Linked DNA regions of Mus musculus: region 1 is linked to region 2. A link is a contact called in public HiChIP or PLAC-seq data. All regions are on one chromosome and are shown on one strand. Each heading gives the region's core, a stretch centred on a gene start, on an enhancer-like site or on the middle of the called end of the contact. The rest is flanking DNA. Distances are from core to core; before and after follow the strand shown.

What was found. HiChIP or PLAC-seq counts read pairs in DNA pulled down with a chosen protein or histone mark.
Region 1: a contact with region 2 is called in an H3K27ac HiChIP or PLAC-seq map of extraembryonic endoderm stem cells. The contact joins the enhancer-like site here to the promoter of Sox17 in region 2. A contact is called at or near these places in 12 of 39 promoter capture datasets (the 3T3-L1 cell line, 3T3-L1-derived adipocytes, the C10 cell line and 8 more), 8 of 115 datasets of contacts at active chromatin or transcription factors (embryonic stem cells, extraembryonic endoderm stem cells, neural tube and 1 more) and 3 of 9 other capture datasets (adipose tissue, liver and pancreatic islet).

Annotation. Positions count from the first base shown.
Region 1 is chr1:4,735,932-4,742,338 of GRCm38.p6, reverse strand. No RefSeq gene overlaps it. Among named protein-coding and RNA genes, the nearest start is that of Mrpl15, 47 kb to the left of the region's middle. Within about 2 kb of position 2,823, at least 4 of the 459 cell types and tissues checked have an H3K27ac peak or open chromatin away from gene starts, as enhancers often do. A contact at or near this core is called in extraembryonic endoderm stem cells, where this site is marked.
Region 2 is chr1:4,495,231-4,501,550 of GRCm38.p6, reverse strand. It overlaps Sox17 (SRY (sex determining region Y)-box 17), which reads left to right and starts at 4,197. Exons shown (of 5, transcript NM_011441.5): 1 at 4,197-5,260; 2 at 5,609-6,320.

The DNA.
Region 1 (6,407 bases), core at 1,574-4,073, 240 kb before region 2:
ACATTCTACCATAAAAATAAACTGTTATAAAAACATTATATTAACTATCGCTGAGTCACATCTTGAGCCTTTTTCCAAGATCAAGCACATTAGAGCAAATATTTATAGAAAATGTATTATGTGACAGATATTTTATAGTGTGTGATATATTCATTTAGTTATTTTATAACATTATGTTAATGGTCAAATGATTAATAACTAGTATTGAAATATATACCATATGCAGACAGTGTGCAGCTGAGGGGTTATAGCCTCAACTCTAAATTTATATTTTGAATTTCTTGTCCTTACTATTGACCTTATTTGGAAATATCATCATCATGTAAAGTGAATTATAATTCAATATGATTGGTGTCCTTAGAACAGAGGGCAGTTATATATAGAGAAAGATATACATGACAAGAAGATGCTGTGAAACTAGGAGAAGTTAGGCATGTCCAAGCCAAGGAGAGAGCCCTGAAAACTCTCTTTCCCTTATAGGCACTGGAGACTTTGATCTTGAAATTCTAGCTTCAAGAACTGTGAGAGAATACACATGGTCATCTAGTCTTGGCAATGGCAGTCTCAGCAAATACACTGCTATGCATTTTAATCCTCACAGTAGAATTTACATGTTAAGATTTGGAAAAAGAAAAAAGCTAGAGTGGAACAATTACCTCAACCCAAAATGTGGAACATTCAACAACAAAAAACAACTGATTCAGAAAAACACTGCTGTGAGTTTTAATGCAGAAAAAGCAAGTCAGAGGGACTGGGTGGAGCACACAGGTGACCTAGAGATGGTGGCCAACCACATCACACATTGCAGATTTTATTATCACCATGTTATAATGAAGCCAACTCTGAACAGACTATGAGCGACTATGAACTCTAACAACTAGAAAGCTCAGCTATAAATTAAAATTGAGATGATGTTAAGGAACCATTAATTTTTGGGGGTGTGATAGTATCATAGTGGTCACATTAATATACTACTTTGACAGCAAGGTCAAATGGCACGTTGTCTGGGATCTAGTTGCTTTGGGTCTGTGGCAGGTAGAACATCATATTGGGGAATATGTAGTCTAGCACAGCTGTTTATTTCATGGCAGCTAGGAATCAGAAGTGGGTGGTGACAGTTCACATTCTTGTGACTTTTCAAGGATACAAACCCAGTGGCTTCTCAAAGGTTTCACTTCTTCCAGTTACACCACAGGCTGGGAGGAGACCCCATGATGTACAGGGCCCACCCGGCCGCAGATGCCTTATTCATTCATGTCAGTCATTATGCAATGCCTCTATACAAATTAATACATGTACAACTTGAATATATACCATGTTTGCTAATTAAGTACTTAAAAGTAAGAATCAGGATAACATCCAAAAAGTTTGGCAATGCCACGATAAAAGGGAAAACCTCTATAGCATTCTGTTATTACTATTTTATAGAAGCAATCTGGATCTTAGAAGGTGTTGTAAGTTCCCTGAAAGAGTTGAGCTGTGACCAGCCTGTCTGGCTTCAGAGTGTAGTTTTCCATTAGCATGCTAATATACTAACTTTAAATGGCAAAGTGATAATGTCCTATATCCCTTCTAAAGCCACCCTCTGAGACACACAGCAGCTCTTGAAAGTGGAAGCAGAAGTATAGAGAGGCATGGGCACCCTCTGGAAGGCTAGAACCAAGACTCAAATTCAGGTATATTGGCTTGAAGCTAAAAACCAAAGAAACCCAACAGGTTTCATGGCCAATAGGCATCACATTTAAGAAGAAGGAAGTAGGGATCAACTTCTACATAGGGGTAGTTGTCTCCTCTCAACTCATTTACTCAATGGGCTCCAGATATTCACGGCATAAAGTAGATGGCATGGCCCTGTGTTCTGGGTAGGGGCACCTTATGGTCCAGGGGAAACAAGTATTGGATAAAGAAGTTGGTTAAGTGTAAAAATGCCATAGCAATACTACATGTCCATCTATGTCAGCAGCAGCAACATCACTGTAGAAGGGCAATGGAACTAAGCAGATTTCAGGAGAGTCTGTTTTGGGGGCACTGTTGAGATGGCTCGGCTGTAAAAGAACTTGAAGTTGAGGACCTAGAGAGAACCCAACTTCAGTTCCCAGTTCCTACCGCAGGAAACTCTCAACCTCCGCTCCTTCCCACTCCACGTATTCAAGACCCTCTTCTGGTTTCTGTGGATACTCATGTATATGTCACACAACACACACACACACACACACACACACACACACACACACAGACACACACACACACACACAGAGACAGACAAACACGCACATGAACATGCACACAAATCTATTATATTTTTATTTAGTTTTTTGGCCATGTTGTCAGACATACTCTTATTAGAGTCTAAGACCTTCAGATGAAGGGGGACAGAGGATCCATTGAAACTGTTCCTGGGAGATGCTTGGATTTTCTGAACTTGTTCTTAACATTTGGGTTGTAGATGGAACTCTTTTAGCCCAAACTTCTCAGAAGTAGTCTGCATTGTCCATTAGGGCTGTCCATCTAGCACAATTTAACAGTGATAAATCTCGAAGCCTCTAAGGGTCCTCACAAAGGTGGGTGTGGTGTGCTGATAGCAAGCATGATTAAGTGCTTTCCTGTGTCAAATATAGCTGTAATATGCTACAAGCAGGCATTTGAGCTTTATACAAACTGATCTGGCCACTATCAGCTACTGTGACATTTTATACTAATACTTAAAATAAATCTAGAAACAGGAAAGAAAGTACAGAATGATTGTTTTAAGCAGCTTGTGAGAGCTTATCTTCAAAGTGACAGAGGTTCCATTGTATTTAGAGAAACTGCTCACTTCACTGGCATAAAGGTTAGTGGCCTGGACTTCATGGCTACACTGAGCCAGTTTCCCACATGAGCTCTGAGAGCTGCAGGCAGCTGAGCACTCACTGCTGCCCTGGGGCTCTTTACTCTTGCTTGTGAGAGGACTGTTCCTTGTACCCAGAGGCACCAAACACACTGCCAGAAGCAATTTGGACATTCTCCTTAAACCAAATAAAGCCATCAAGATCTTTTGGTTGAGGACAGGCCATAGGATTGGGATTCCTCCTTTAAGCATGTTGGTCTTTACTTTGTGTGTGCTGTCTTTGCATGTATGCGCTTTGTAGCTCAAAGGGAAAAAAAGATGGATCCTGCTACTTTGAATTTCCTCTTTGCCATAAGAATCCACAGGAAAAGTGTCCCTTGAAATAGAAAGCTGAGGTGTTGATTTTTTGCTTATTTATATTTTTGAGGTAAAGTCTCTTAGGTCACCCATGCTGACTTTGAATTACTTGGCCCAAGGAAGATTACTCCAGCCAAGTAGCTAGAACTAATGATATATGCCGTCTTGCCAAACATCTAACACTTTTATTCATTTTATTATCTGCTTATTTGTTAGTGCTTATGCAGCTTAGGGTGGCCTCAAACTCTCAATTCTCCTATATCACCATGCAGGAGAATTTTTTAAAAGAGACCATAAGGTTTTAAAAGAGATCATAGAATATGCTAGTCCTTTAAATACTTTTTACCTCTGGCAATATTCCAGAGTCACTCTGAGGAACTTTTAAAAAGCACTGTTACCCAGAATCCACTACTTATGTCTAGTGTAACTGTCTGTGATAAGCTAGGTGTGAAGATTTGGACACTGGTAGTGTTTGACACTCTGTTGAATCGAATCTTCCTGGCAACAGTGAAGAGACCATCATTTTTCCTTGTGGTTCACCAACAGGTGGTGTTGAGAGTTGGAAAGCAGGGCTGTGGTGCTTCCTGAAGGTGTGGGAGAAGAGGCAACCTGCACTGGGCTCTCAAGTATTTCCTCATGTCATACATTAGGATTTATTGGTACTCCACTAAAATAAACCTAAGAGCAGATTTAATGCCCAGTGCATCTTTATGTTTGCAATTATGGGTTGGATTTTTTTCTAGTCTTATTTTGTAATTCAAAGAAGTTTTCACCTACAAATATAATAATATGTTTTAAAATTTTTATCTCTGGAAACTCCTCTGGCCTCCGTGGACACCAGGTACACACAAGGTGCACAGAGATACATGCAGGCAAAATGCTCACAAACATAAAAACAAGGCTAGACGCTGATGCTTATGTTCATTCTGTAGAGATAAAACAGGGGTTAAAAATAATGTGGCAAAGACAGCTCAGAGTAGAACAGACGTAATCAGCCCAGTGTCTGAAGAACTTTTTCTGATGGCATTTTTAAAAATGACTAAATTAGTTACTTTTTCAACTCTAATGGTCTCATTTTGTTAGAATAGGTTTTCAAAACCCTTTTCTGTCCAGGATCTAATCTACCCAATACAAGATTATAGAAAGCATATGCCCAGAATTTTGTGAGATAATTCTAACTATCCTGTTTTTTTATAGTCAAAGAGAAAGTAAGTAGCAGTCAGAAATGTCAATATTTTGGTGTCTGAATGATATTTCTCAGATTTTCAACATGGTATAAAATCATCATTAACTGTGGTTCAGTATTTGGTTGGACAAGATTATGAGCCTGCAGGCACTCCCATCACAGATGTAGATGTTCTTCAGGGCTCTATGCTGTAGGAAACAGAAACCGCTCTTTCTCTTCTGTCCCCTCACATCTGGGAGGAATGGCTCCTGGAAGCTGGGTGACAGTGTCCCGTACCGCCCCCAAGGCTGCTGGTCTCATCTGTGTCCTAGCTAGCAAGTCTTGCAAAGTCACAGGAAAAGCCTATGAGGACGGTTTCTCTCCCATCTATCTGAACCCCTCTTCTAACTCAGTCCAATTCCAACATTCTCTCAATGTTTGTATCATATGTGTTGTACAAAAAAATTCTTTCCAAAATTCATTACCCATTTTACTTTCCTAGATTCTACACACATTAACTCAAATATAAATGTATACATATGTTAGAAACTATGATCAACATATGTAGGAGAAGATATGTAGTTTATCTTTTGGAACCTGAGTTAATTCACTTAATATAATATTTTCCAATTCCATGTTTTTTTATTAAAATTTTATTTCATTTTTAAGCAGCTGAACAAATTCCATTGCATGTATGTATTGCCGTTTTGTTATCTATTTTTCCATTGGTTCAGTTTTCTTGGCATTGTCAATAGAGCCACAGTAAACATAAATGTATAAATAAGACTGGAGTAGAATTACAGAGTCCCTTGGGTTGTGCTCAGGAGTGATATAGATGAGTCATATAGTAATTCTGTTTTTAGGTTTTTGAGGAATCTCTACACTACCATAGTGGCTGCACCTGTTCACTCTTCTATCAACAATAAAGGAGGGTTCCTCTTTCCTCACATCCAAGAATTTCTTGTGTTTTTCTTGGTAATGCCCATTCTGACTGGGATAAAATAGACTCTCAACAATAATATTTTTTAAAAGATTATTTATTTATTTATTTTACTTCTATTTATTTAGTTATTATGAGTGTGTGTGTGTTTGTGTCTGTGTGTGTGTGTGTGTGTGCGCAGGTTCAAGGATAACTATGGGACTTGATTCTTTCCTTCTGCCATGTAGATCCTGAGAATCAAACTGTAGTGGTCAGGAGTTAGGACCAGATGTCCATACATGAGTTCGAAAGATGAGATGAAAAGAGGTTGCTTGGGGACAGAGCTCATAGCCTAAAGAGAGACAGAGGTAGGAGTTTTACCCAGTCTCATAGCCTAAAGAGAGACAGAGGTAGGAGTTTTACCCAATCGAGGTGAAGTTCCTGTGACAGTTAGACAGGAGTGGTTTTTAGGGAGTGGTTAGTTCTTTCTACCTTTCCTGAAGATGGGGTGGTAGGGAATAAGAAAATACCAGGGTATGTCTAGGGCATTAGATAGAGTTTGAGAAATTTGGAAAGTGAATTCAGGACCTTGTCTCACTGGGATACCAAATCTGGGAATGATCTCTTGGAGGAGAAGACCAGAGACTGTCTGAGTCCCTTTGTTGTTATTGGGGAATGCTTCCACTGACACTGAGAAGGTTTCCACCAAGACCAGAAGGTACTTGGCACATTTGACAGTGGGCATGTGGGTAAAGTCAAGTTGCCAGTCAGTTTCAGGAAGGGAACCTCTAGCCTGATGGGTAGGAAAAGGGGTGCTATGATACCTGGAGTTGAGTCTGACAACTGACAGATTTTGCAAGAGGCAGTGGTAGATTTTAAGAAATGTAAGTACTCAGGAGTAGGCTGAAGGTGGGCTTTTAACAAAATAAGACAACACTTGACTGTTAGGATAAAAGAGCTAGTGAAGATAGGACAGAGTTTGATGAGTGTCAGGGGGTGAGAGAGGGGATGTGGGTCATAGTGTAAAGGAAGGACGAATGCTGAGTTAGGGAAGAAGTAGAGGGCTTGACTGTAGATTTAGAGCGAGTGGTGGGAAGGCTGAAAGTAGTGCCAGTGTAGGACAACTGGAATGGCCTTCA
Region 2 (6,320 bases), core at 2,948-5,447:
TGTTAGGGAGAACTGGAGGGCAGGATGTGGGGTTTAGAGTCTTTATTAGCATTAGTATCCCACAAACATTAGGGCAGTATTAAGGAGAAAGTAAAGTGATATAGAAAAATGTCAAAAAGCAAGAGTTGGTAATTCTGCTTCTAAAGTCCAGTCCTTAGCTAACCACTGAAGTAACCTTTTTTTAACGAAATGATATTGTACTCAAGTATTCTCATTTAGTCCTGGCTCACTCAAAAACAGTCTGCTTTCCCTTGGGTCAAAGGTGAGACCTTCTGTGACACAATCAATTTAAAACATTTTAAAAATATATTTAATTTTTTTTTAATTTTAGCACCTTGGTTTTTACTTCATGTCAGCATCGTATTTTCTGTACTGTCTTCTTTAACTCCCTCTGTCTCTGGTGTGCACAGCAAAGAGCACGTCTGTGAACTACTTGTGTCTGTTAGCACTCTACTTTCCAAAAGTTTTTATGGTCATTTTGTCACTTCTTTTTCTAGGAACACTCTGGAGAGACCAGGTGTTTTCATCTCCCCAGGCCCTCTCCCCCCAGTTTTTCTTTTAAGACAACCTAGTATAAGACAATTTGAGTCACTTGCTAGATCTGGTATTAAGTTATTTGAACAACCAACCAAAGTAGAATCTGGAATTCTTTTATACTTTACAGCACGGAAGACCTATACTGGGCTAGAAGATTTACACGTTTGTGGTTCAGTCATCCTTCGATGTGAATGGCTGTGCTTGTCTGCCAGGTTCAGTCACTGAAATTAAACTTCGCTTTTAAAGCTCCAGGAAAAGAATCTAGGCTCCCACTAGAGTCAATCAGTTAAGGACTGCCTTACAAGGTGTGTCTTTGTGTTTCAATTTTTAAATGGAATGCCAAATGTTTCATGATTCTCTGTATCTTTCCTTGTGAGGCTTAAAGTTTTATTTATTTATTCATAGTAGATTTATGTATTTTATGTGCATGGGTATTTTGCCTGTATGTATGTATGTGCACCTTGTAGTGCACACCTTCAAAGAGGTGAGAAGAGGATTCAGACTCCCAGGAGCAGGAGTTCTAGATGATTGTGAGCTGCCATTTGGGTGCTGGGAATTAAACCTAGGTCGGCTGGAGAAGCAGCTAGTAGTATTCTTATCCACTGAGCCAGCTCTCCAGCTTCTAGGTTTAGAGCTAGAAGGTTAACATGCCTCCTCGCAACTTTTTTCTTACTACCAGAGTAAAAAATGTTCATGTTCAAATATAACCAGAAAACACACAATGGTTTGCAGAGGCCTCCCTAAAAGCTTTGCAATACACATTGATAAAAGCAGAGCAATCATAGATATTTCTATCAGAGGCATTAAATGCTATAAAACAGACTTCTGCTGCTTCTACATTCATTTACCCCATACAATGGTAGCTTCTGTTTCCCTCAGCACATTTTTATTGATATAAACATATATGTACGTACTATTATGTCTAACCCTATTTTAAGCAATTTATGAACAATGAATCTTCATTAAGACCCCAGAAGTCATTGGAATTATTATTATTATGTCCCAGCTTACAGATGGGTCTTTAAAAGATTCCATAACATTCCAAGGATGTACCACTAATGTATTGCTGAGGTAAAGTCCAGTCCTAAGCAGCCCCTTCCCCATGTCTGTGCTCACTGATGACGATATAGAAAGCCATATCCTTAATAGGAACTGCATAATTGTTTGTTGGTTAAATGAGCAGTCTTGTCTCTTGGGATGATTAGAAGCATCAAACAAATCACTCACTTGCTCCAGATAATAACTTTCTGTTTTATAACAAGATAATTGGAAACTTTCTTTCCTCTGGACCAATTAGAGAGGAGGGAATTTACCTAATTGTTACCTATTTATATGTCTTTAAAACCGGCTTGATAATGTATATTGAAGTTACCAGTCATTTAAGTATGTGATAGATGAGATTACAATAGTTCATCAAAGCTAACCATGTCTTTTATAGTCTGAGAGAACATGGCACACAATGAGAAAACTTCATTTTATTTATATTAGAATGTTAGCTCCATCTTTGAACTCTTCTCATGTAGCTCAGATGAATTAGAATTTGCCTGTATGAAACAGATATCAAAATAAATGAGATGTCATGTAAGGCTTAGGCTTCCTTCTTAAAAACCTAGATATTCTATTTTTTTTTTTTCTGAGACAGGGTTTTTCTGTGTAGCCCTGGCTGTTCTGAATTTCACTCTGTAGACCAGTCTAGTTCCAAACTCAGATGTGTCTGCTTCTGTGTCCCAAGTGCTGCGAGTGAGAGGATGTGACAGCACTGACCAGCAGAAACCCAGATAGTCTAAATGATACTTTCTCTTTTTCATTGCTGTACTTCTGGTATCAAAAGTATCATGACCCAGTTAATAAGAACATTTCATTCTTTTCCAAGGATCCTTAATCCATCACTACTGACTCCTTTATTTAATCCTTGTAAATTCCAATTTGTCTCTCATTATTTGTAAACATGGCACAGAAATAAATTCATAATAAGGCCTGTTATTGTTTCCTGCTAGAAAAATGATATGGTCTAAGAACCTTTGTTATGTGGCGTTAAGTCACTGAGTCGCTGCTCTTTTTTCACCAAAAGAGGACTGCGGGCATAGCGACTTCAGTAACTTCCAGGGCAGTTGTGAGGGTCAGATGAGGTAGGGAAACTGCATTGTAAACATTACCATGCTTATGAAGAAATTAATTTCAAAGATAACTTTCCAAATGCCCTAAAGACAGACATTTACTTTTGCATCATATAGCTACTTGTAAAATTATGTATGTGCATCTTCAGCCTGGCTTTCTTCGATAAAAGCATTAAGATAGCCGTGGGATTTAAACACCCAGTAATGTTGTGATTTCAGATGCAATTTGAATTATTGAAGGAGACGTGGAGAGAATATTACTCTCCAGAAGTCCTGTGACCCAGACATATGAGCCTTTAAGGTCTATGGAGATGGTCCTTACTGTTTCCACTTAGGAGTAAGAAGACCCAAGGATTAATCTGGACATTCTATTATTCGTAAGTATGTAGTCAAGGCTGGAAAGCCCTGTGATCCAGGATTGAAAGGTGTAGTGAACGGAAGACCCTGTGTTGCTATGAACTTGTTGGCATGTTCACCAAATGGGTAGAGTACAACATTCAAGTAACCCAGCTGAAACCCCGGAAGGCTTCCTAACTCTTCCCTCTTGTTTTTAAGCTTTGGAAGCTAAATTAGGTTCAGGTTAGAAATCTGTTATGCTTGAAGCGCATACAGGAGGTAATGAGTGCTGTCAGGAGTGGCAAGTCCTATTTAACTTTGATCATTTCCATGATCACAGAGCACATACCTTGCCCTAACCAACAATCTGGCGCCATGCAGTTAATCCTGATAGGGGATCTTGGGAGCAGAGTTTTCTGGATGGAAAGGCACCTATTGCCTCTGCTACAAAACCAAAGCAAACTCAACGAAACAACTCAATGTGCTTGACCCACTGTGTAGTCATCATCACTTTCACAGTCCAGGAACGGAGTATTACAGGATCATAGACTGAGCTGGATATTAATAAATCAGAGAAGAAGACTAAGGATGCCACACTGGGCATCCTGGGAAGCAGTCCTACCCAGTTTGCTCTCTGGAGAGAGTGCAAGTGCTCTGCTCACAGTGACAGGCCAGACTGCAAGGCGAGGATTGCCTTTCTCCAAGGAAGCCCGTCTTCCCTAGGGTGTGGTACTACTAGGCTACAGCAGCCATCACCTTTATAAAAACCCAAGCCATATTTGAATTGTCTTTAAATTTCAAGGAAGAGGACAAAGAAATGTGAGCAAGGCTTCATTCCTAGCTCTCAGACTACCGTCCCAAGAGAACCTGAGGTTCCATGGAGCAGGAATAAAGAGGAGTCCTTACTTCGTCTGGGGAACACAGATGGGGTATGGGTTCTAAGAAACATTCCCGACCGGTTACTGAGCTGGGAAGTGGAGCGGGAGCAGTTTACTTCCTGCTTCGCCGCGGAAAAACTCAGCTAGGGCCGAGCGGGAAGGAGGACGTGGTCTCCGAGTCGCCAGCTGCTAGGGTGGGGTTTCGGGGCACGATTAGACAGAGATTCGGACAGTTACGTGAGACCCCGCCCACCCAGGATGCACGCTCCCAACGGTGTGCGGAATGAGCCCCCGAAGTTAATCTTGGGGTCAGACGTTCTCAGCTCTCACGGGAGAGGCTAGCAAAGCGAAGATTGCAGGGTCTGGCCTGAATGTTCTGGGCCACCGTGGGGGCCGGTGATCACTGTCTTTCTTGCCACTCTTTCCTCTCAAGTTCCCGAATTTCCATCTCCACCTCCGACCCACTGGGGACTGACCAGGGACTGGAAAGAGCGCGAAAGGTATAAAGGGGAGAAGAGACTGCGCCTTTTGGTGCCCGGGTGAAAGGTGCCAATCGACCGCATCGCTCTGCGTGGCCCTACCTGGGAGGTGCGGAGCCCGGGGCACGACGCTCGGTGTTCTCAGAGGCAGACTCTGAGGCACGTATTTTAGACCGTCCAGTGGTACTATTGTCTCTGTTATCTTAGAGTCCGCCGGGGGCTGTCTCCGTGATGACAGCCCACGCTCCCTTTTCCGCCCTCATGAACTTGCTCTCCACAGACCACGGATCTGCTTGAGTGCCCACGGATCCTGTGCAATTGGACTTGAATGTCCTTTAACAGGCCTTGGCCATCAGAACACCAAAACCATAAAACCTTCGAGAAATCAACCACTCACTCTGAGGCTCGCTGTAGAAGAGTGGCTTAGACTCTCCCACTTCGGAGTCCCAGTTGATCACCAACCCGCTTGCTACAGGCCCCAAATGGTTACGGGCACAGCTTCTAGTTACATTAGACGCTTCCTTGCCCCAGCCTTTCGAGCCTCAGGTCTGCTTTGGGGATGTGGCTTAGGCAGTAGCCACCTAGAAATCCTGCACTGTTTGAGTGTGATACCGCTGCGGACTACAGCAGACAGGCGTGCCAGGCTTCTAGTCCAGATACCCACCCCCACCCCAGTAAATCTCTAGTGTTGAGGGAAGCAAGGCTTGCAGGAAGCCGCTCCGGATGTTTGCTTCTTTACTTGTGGCATTTGTGGCTGGCTTTGATAACGTCGTGAGCTCGGCTTCCAACACCCATTTAGTGAAGAAACTGAAATATGGCCCACTCACACTGCTGGCGGGTCTGAAGTGCGGTTGGCCCCAACACTCCTCCCAAAGTATCTATCAAGAGAATGGTCAGCAGAAGTTAGATCTAGGTAAGAGGACGGGAAGGGGGACTAGTCTTGGGAAAGCGCCACATTTCCTGGTAGATTTGTTAAGTAAAGTGCTATCTAGGGACTCCAGGGGAGGCTGTTTTAAGGAACGGGGAAGAGCCCAAAAGTGGTCGCTTGGACTCCTACTGTGTTTGTGCTTTCCCTCAGAAAGATCAGTTGTTAATCTTCAGGGATGCTTGTAAATAACGCTGCCTCCCCATCCCCGGGCTTTCTTTCTAACCACTTTCTCAGTTCCTTTTATGGAGCTCGAACAGAACTAGGTACCCAGGTAAAATGGTGTAAATACATTTTCTAGACCTACACCTGAATTATATTTCTGTTGTCTCTTAGTTTTTAGAGAAATCAACCAAGACAGGGAAGACAGAGAAAATGCATTCTGGACCCGCTACTGTTTTCAATCGTCATTTCAAACAAAACCCGTAGTTTATTTAAAAAAAAAAAAAACACGGAAAGAGAAAATTAGGCCCTGAGATCTTTGAAAAGATGCCCATTACTAGATACAAAAGAGAAGAGTCACTGTGGAGGTGAGGGACTGCGTCCCTGCTTCTGAGAGGCAGGAGAGCTACATGGGGAGACTGTCTCAAAACTAACAACAGAAGAGATAGAATTTTTTTTTTCTTAAAGAGCACCTGGCTAGAGAATCGATTTGTAAAATTGCTATTTCTACCCTTAGAGTTTCCTTGATTAAACATCTGAAATGCATTTTTTTTGTTTTACTTTCAAGCTAATGTTTTTCAGAAAAAAATAAAAAGCTTTGAGGAAAAGCACATTATCAGTTAGATTTAAGACCAATTGCTTTTAAATTACCAATTTAAAATATCATTTTTTTTATTTCTTAAAGCAGATTTAATTTTACCCCCTTTGTATGAATCTTACAGACCTGGAGTTTTAACTACTATCACTGATCTCTACACACAACCTCCAGCTTTAAATGGGAGGGAGGGTCACCACTGCTTTATAACATAACAAATTAGAGAAAAGCTGGCTTCTGTATGAGTTCTTTGGAGACAAAGTAGCTCCAGAAACTGCAGACCAGAAGCTA